Linked DNA regions of Mus musculus: region 2 is linked to region 1. Evidence: chromatin contacts called from public ChIA-PET data. All regions are on one chromosome and are shown on one strand. Each heading gives the region's core, a stretch centred on a gene start, on an enhancer-like site or on the middle of the called end of the contact. The rest is flanking DNA. Distances are from core to core; before and after follow the strand shown. Region 1 overlaps Nacc2 (nucleus accumbens associated 2, BEN and BTB (POZ) domain containing). Region 2 holds the start of Gpsm1 (G-protein signalling modulator 1 (AGS3-like, C. elegans)).

Region 1 (2,737 bases), core at 128-2,627:
TCTGCTTGGACCAAAAGGCCGGGCAAAGCCAAGAACCTGCTAAAACACCAGCTTCCTCCTTAAAAGGGTAAGGACAAGGGATGGAAGGGGCTGTGCACACACGCAAGACACTGATACACATTTCCTGAGCATAGCAGATTTTGTCAGAGGCTTCCAGGTCACAGGGTCAAACCCCTAGTGGCACTTCACAGCCTTCTCTTTCTTGGAAAGCCAGAATGACTCTGGCATTTGACATGCACTGAGTGACCAATTTCAAAGTTCCTGTTAAGACAAAACCTGTCTTGCATCAATACTCCCTGACCCCCACAGGCCTTGGGGCCTTCTGGCCTATGCCCTTTCTGGTTCCTTAACAGTCAAAGTGCATGGCTAAGAATCCAGCCTGAGTGGATGAAGGCTAGGTGGGGGTGGTGGCTGCAGAGGTAGGGATTTTAGAGCCAGGGTAATATGTCCTGAAAAGGGATGTGTCTCTATTGTTCCCCCACCCTGCCCCTCCCCTGAATGTGGGCATGGATCCATTGACTCTGGACCAAGCTGGAGTTGGTGGTAGGATGTAAAAGGGGGGGGGCTTAATGCTCACCTCTCACACCTGTGTCCTTGTTCTTTGAGCATTTGGATGGGGACAGGGTGGGAGCATTGAGGCTCCCATAGGAGATGGCTCTGGATGAGCCTAAACCAGTATCCTACCTCAAACACTCCTTTAAGAGGGCGATTGAGCTGGGTGATGGTGGACAACTTTAATCCCAGCACTCGGGAGGCAGAGGCAGGTGGATTTCTAAGCTCAAGGCCAGTCTGGTCTACAGAGTGAGTTCCAGGAGAGCTGAGGCTGCACAGAGAAACCCTGTCTCAGAAAAGGGGTGGGGGAGAGAGAGAAGGAAGACGAAGAAAGGAAGAGGAAGAAGGAGAGGAGGGGGAGGAGGAGAGTGACCATGCTGTGCTGGACAGGGCTCCAGGACACCTTTTTCTGGGGACATATACATGGCACAGACCTACTAGCTCCAGATGAGACAAAAACAAACAAACACAGGTGAGTTAGGGAATCTATCTCGAACTCCACAGAGCAGGTAGTATGAAGCATAGAAAGGGAGCCAGAGATTGGGATCCCATCAGGTAACCAAAAGTGGCCCTGGGGAAACCCCTCACGGGCTGCAAAAGCATGAGCAATAAGGTTCAGAAGGGAGTCATCTTTAGTAATGGGACGTACAGAGTCAGGGTTCAGGGTAAGACCCCAGAGGCTGCTTCCAGGACCCTCTTCCGAGACTCATGTTAAAGCCTGCTCACCCACGGCAAGGGAAGAACAGCTGCCAGGCCTAAACCCAGAACCCCAGTGCAGCCCAGATAAGCTCCACCCACATGCAATTGTCCCTCTGCCCACTTGGGGGCAGGCCTGGCCAAGGGGAGGGGACATAGGGAGCCACACATCCAAAGGAGGGAGGGCAGGTGGGCCAGATGAAGAGGAAGAGCCATTTTGTAGACAATACATTGAATAAAACCATTACTCAGTCTAGGCAGTGGCACCCTCATATCTCTCTCAAATAGCGACTTTTTGGGGACAGGCAGCCCCATGTTCTTCCACAGCTAAATCTCTTCCCAACTTCTCTCCAATACTGTGTCCCCATTCCCACTGGTCAAGCAAAGGTCAGGAAAGCTGGGTTTGAATTGACTTTATTATTCTGTAAATGTGAACTTTACAAAGCGCCTTACAGTTAACGAGAACATCCTTTTGTCATGGATTTCCACTTCTGAAACAGCTCTGAGCACAGGCTCAAAGCTCTAGGGTTTCCCTGGTCGGCTTGCGGACATAGCTGTGTTTGTTTGTTTTATTTTTTGTTGTTGTTATAGATACAATGTTTTCAGCCATGGCTACAAAGTAACAGTCTTGTCACTACGGGGGTCACAGCACAGAGAGAGGAGGATGCTGGAGGGACAAAACAAAAGGAAACCAAAAGAAACCAAAAACCAAAGCCTCCTCCTCCCTAAAAAGAAAGCCAAGATGTGGTGTCTGCTCTAGCTCAGTGGTTCTGTGAAGGCCTCCTTAGAGGTAGGGGAGCACTGACTTTATTAACTTAATTCCTAACAGTCATGAATTATGATGCTACTTTAACCCCTGGACAGTGCCTTCAAAACAACCCCCTTCCTCCGGTCCTGTTCTCCAAACATCCCCCTGAAGGGATTAATGTTCTTCTTGCACCCAGAGACACCCAAAATGTTCAAGTCAAAAATATTTATACATTTTATACCGAGTTATCTTTTTGTCTGCTAAAAATAGTATTGCAAATTTTGGCTTCCTTTGACATAAAAATCACAATCGAGCTTGCAGTGAGGGGACCAATGGGACACAAGCAGAGGCTATTCAATCAGAAGGTTTTAGATCCTGCATCCTTTTCCTTTCTAGGAAAACAAAACAAACAAAGCAAACACCTTTGCCACTTTTGAAACACTTTGTACTGAGCCCTTCTTCTAGCAGCATAGGCTGAGCTGCCTGACATGCAGAACCACCCAGCAGCAGCACCTTTCCACGAAGTGAAGTGCGTAAAGCTGACAGATCATGTGCTTGTCGCCATTCCCATCTGGGATCTGCGGCAAGCAGGTTCTAACAGGGTCTTTCGAGTTTTCAGCTGGTTGATAGGCCACCTGCTCTTCCCCAAGTCAGCTAAGAATCACCATCTTTAGGGAACCCAAGCAGAGGACAGTGGGGCAGAGCACAACATGCACTGGGCTTGGGAAGGTCCTGCTGTTG
Region 2 (2,737 bases), core at 103-2,602, 260 kb after region 1:
TGTATTGCTGCAGTATGTCTCTAAGGGCCTCCTAAAACCAAGGCCTGGGAATCTAAGCCCAGTCTGACACCAAGTGGGTCATAGCAGCCTCCATGTGTATGTTGTATCCTTTGAAGGCAACCAGGAAGCGCCTGCATTCCAGAGCCAGGGTCTGCTAGGGACCAGGCCCGAGACTTCAGCAAACGTGGGTGGTGCCTGGCCAGCCATAACACACACTCTGCCTTAGCCAAGAGAGAGCAAGCCCTGGCTCCTGTGGTCTTAGGGGGAGGTGTGGGGACAGCAGCAAGCTTGCGCCTCGCCCCAGGCACAGATGGTTCTCATTGCTCGCTCCTGCTCCTTCCTAGGAAAACAAACTAGCTCAGGGCCAACAGCCCAGTTTTATCTTGTGTTTGTTTTTGTTGCCATTTTTCTCCGCCTGAAGCCACTGTACTGTGGGCTGCGTCTGCAGGGTCTGTCTGGGGTGACCTTGGCATGGTGTCCCTCTTCAGACCAGGGTCCAGGGGTGCAGAAAAACTGCCAAGGACACTGCCATAGTCTGCACCCTGACATGTTCCTGTTCCACTGAGGGTCACAGCTACGTTTTCAAGAAGATTTAGAGTGGCCTGGAGAGAAGAGCAGAGACCTGGGTGAGTCCCAATGGAACTGGCTGTCCAGATGGTGCCCTGTGGCTGGCTGGGGGTTGGCTGAGGTGAAGGCTCCAAGGCTACTCAAGTTGGATGAAGAAAGATCACTCCGAGGTTCAGATCCTCAGGGTCCTGGGAGAACTCAGAGGAGGGTAGGCAGATGAATGAGCAACGGCCAGCCTCCCACGTGGGCTCCTGGTGTTCTTCCAGTATGTTTTCCAAACGCTTGCATTTCACAGATGAAATTCAACATGAAATCTGGTGGTGAAAGCCCTAGGAAGGTAGAGACTTGCCTAGGGCTGGACAGCATCCTCCCACCCTGACTCCATCTAGGAAGACCTGTTTTCTCCTTAGCCCCAGGAGCATCTGCATGGCCTGTACCCCACAAGAGGTGACAGGAAAGGAACAGGATGTGTGTGTGACAGCAAACTCTCGTGTGTGTGTGTGTGTGTGTGTGTGTGTGTGTGTGTGTGTGTGTGTGTAAGAAAAAGCACTAAACTCCAGGCTTAGCAGGGCTTCCCCCCCAAAGAAAAGGAAACACAGCATTGTCCACACTAGAGCAGGACTCTCCTTGCACTGGACCTCAAAGACAGAGCCCCGCCCACCCCACGGTAGGCGGGACCGCCGCAGTGGTGGCCGGTGGGCGCCTGCCCCTCCCCACCCTCCCTCCGCCTGGCGGCGGTGACATCACAGCTCTGGCGGGAGGGGCGGCGGCACCCCAGCACATCACTTCCTCGGCGTCTCCCGCGGACGCGCGGACAGGCGGACGGACGCGCGGACAGGCGGGCAGATCGGCAGGCGGACGGCCGCAGAGCGGGGCGGTGCTCCTGCTCGGCGCGTCCCCGACTCATGGCGAGCCCGGCCCCGCCCGTGGCCGAGGAGCTCCCGGGCCCGGCCTCCAGGCGCCTCTACTCCAGGTAGTTCAAGGACCGGGATGGGAACGGGGACCTGAGCGGCAGACGCGGGCGGGAGGCTGCCGGCCCAGAACAAAGGCTGCTGCGGCGACGCGCAACGTGGCCGGGGACGCGCCTCCCTGGATCTGCGTAGGGAGCGGTGGGGGCGCGGGGCCCAGGGCCCAAAGATCAGTTTCGCGGTAGAGGGGTTGGGACTGGGTTCTGCCTGCAACCCTGTCCTGATGCCAAAAGGGCTTACGGGGCGGGCACTCCACCACCCGGCTCTGCGGGACCCTGAGTAGCATGGATGCCAGTCTTCGTTATCTGGAGTTCTCTTCTCAAGCCTGACACTGCCGTGACCCGGTGTTGGTGTAGCATGGCCACGACCCAGGCTGTCATGATGGGGCCCTGCCTTCACTAGCTATCCCCAGCCCTAGGCCAGAAGGAGCTGGGCCTGAGCCAGGCAAGTGGGTGTGTGCTTCCCTACAAAGGCATTTGCCTTCCAGGCAGGTTCACAGGTGATCGAGCGGTCTGTGCTGTGTGCCCGCCCACTGGGAATGACAGGATAGTCCTGCCCCTGGCTCCATGCCTCCCTGGTGACTCCCTTTTGATGGATGAGGGTGTTCTCCGGTGAGATGCTGATCCCAGAAGTGGACCAGAGCTGTCAGTTCACTCTGGCTTCAGGTTGAGCTGGACCGGCCTGAGTTCTGGGCAGGGGCTGTCATCAGACCTAAAGGAAGGCCCAGCATCCTTCAGTTAGCTTCTGGCCCCCACCTCGTCTAGCCCTTCCCCATATCTGGGGTCTCCCTGTTAGGGGTCAACCCTGAAGAAATCTACTCAAGTGGGGTGGTTCATCAGCTAGCCAAGCTCTGCCTAGTACCCCCAAAGAGCAAAATGAGGGCTTGGTGCCTGGCGAACAGATCCTTGCCGTCCCGTTCTAATACAGTGTTCTAATGCTGCAGCTCAGAGACAGTGTCCCCATTGTGTGGTGTTGAAGATCATGCCTGAGCCCCACACCCTCCTCCAAGTTCTAGTGCAAGGGTAAGAGGTTTGCTAGCAGCTTCTTGGAGTCCCCTGGGAGCAGAGGCTCTGTGGGGTCACATTTAACTCAGGGCCAGCCACCCCTGTGAGAAGGAGGTGTCTACTAGGCAGACTGCAACGTGTGTGTGCATGTGCGTGTGCGTGTGTGTATGTATGTGTGTGCGAGTGCTCGCATGTAAG

The links. ChIA-PET counts read pairs in DNA pulled down with a chosen protein or histone mark.
Region 2: an RNA polymerase II ChIA-PET map of memory CD8 T cells shows a contact between it and region 1, with 23 read pairs. The contact joins the promoter of Gpsm1 here to the enhancer-like site in region 1. A contact is called at or near these places in 1 of 39 promoter capture datasets (embryonic stem cells), 1 of 484 Hi-C or Micro-C datasets (the N1E-115 cell line), 3 of 115 datasets of contacts at active chromatin or transcription factors (acute myeloid leukemia, embryonic stem cells and memory CD8 T cells) and 3 of 9 other capture datasets (adipose tissue, embryonic stem cells and pancreatic islet).

What each region holds. Positions count from the first base shown.
Region 1 is chr2:26,053,889-26,056,625 of GRCm38.p6, forward strand. It overlaps Nacc2 (nucleus accumbens associated 2, BEN and BTB (POZ) domain containing), which reads right to left. Exons shown (of 6, transcript NM_001037098.1): 6 at 1,648-2,737. Among named protein-coding and RNA genes, the nearest start is that of Ubac1, 33 kb to the left of the region's middle. Within about 2 kb of position 1,378, at least 41 of the 459 cell types and tissues checked have an H3K27ac peak or open chromatin away from gene starts, as enhancers often do. A contact at or near this core is called in embryonic stem cells and memory CD8 T cells, where this site is marked.
Region 2 is chr2:26,314,181-26,316,917 of GRCm38.p6, forward strand. It overlaps Gpsm1 (G-protein signalling modulator 1 (AGS3-like, C. elegans)), which reads left to right and starts at 1,353. Exons shown (of 14, transcript NM_153410.5): 1 at 1,353-1,540. The coding sequence starts at 1,473. It overlaps Gm52505 (a long non-coding RNA gene), which reads right to left. Exons shown (of 2, transcript XR_003953775.1): 2 at 1,169-2,246.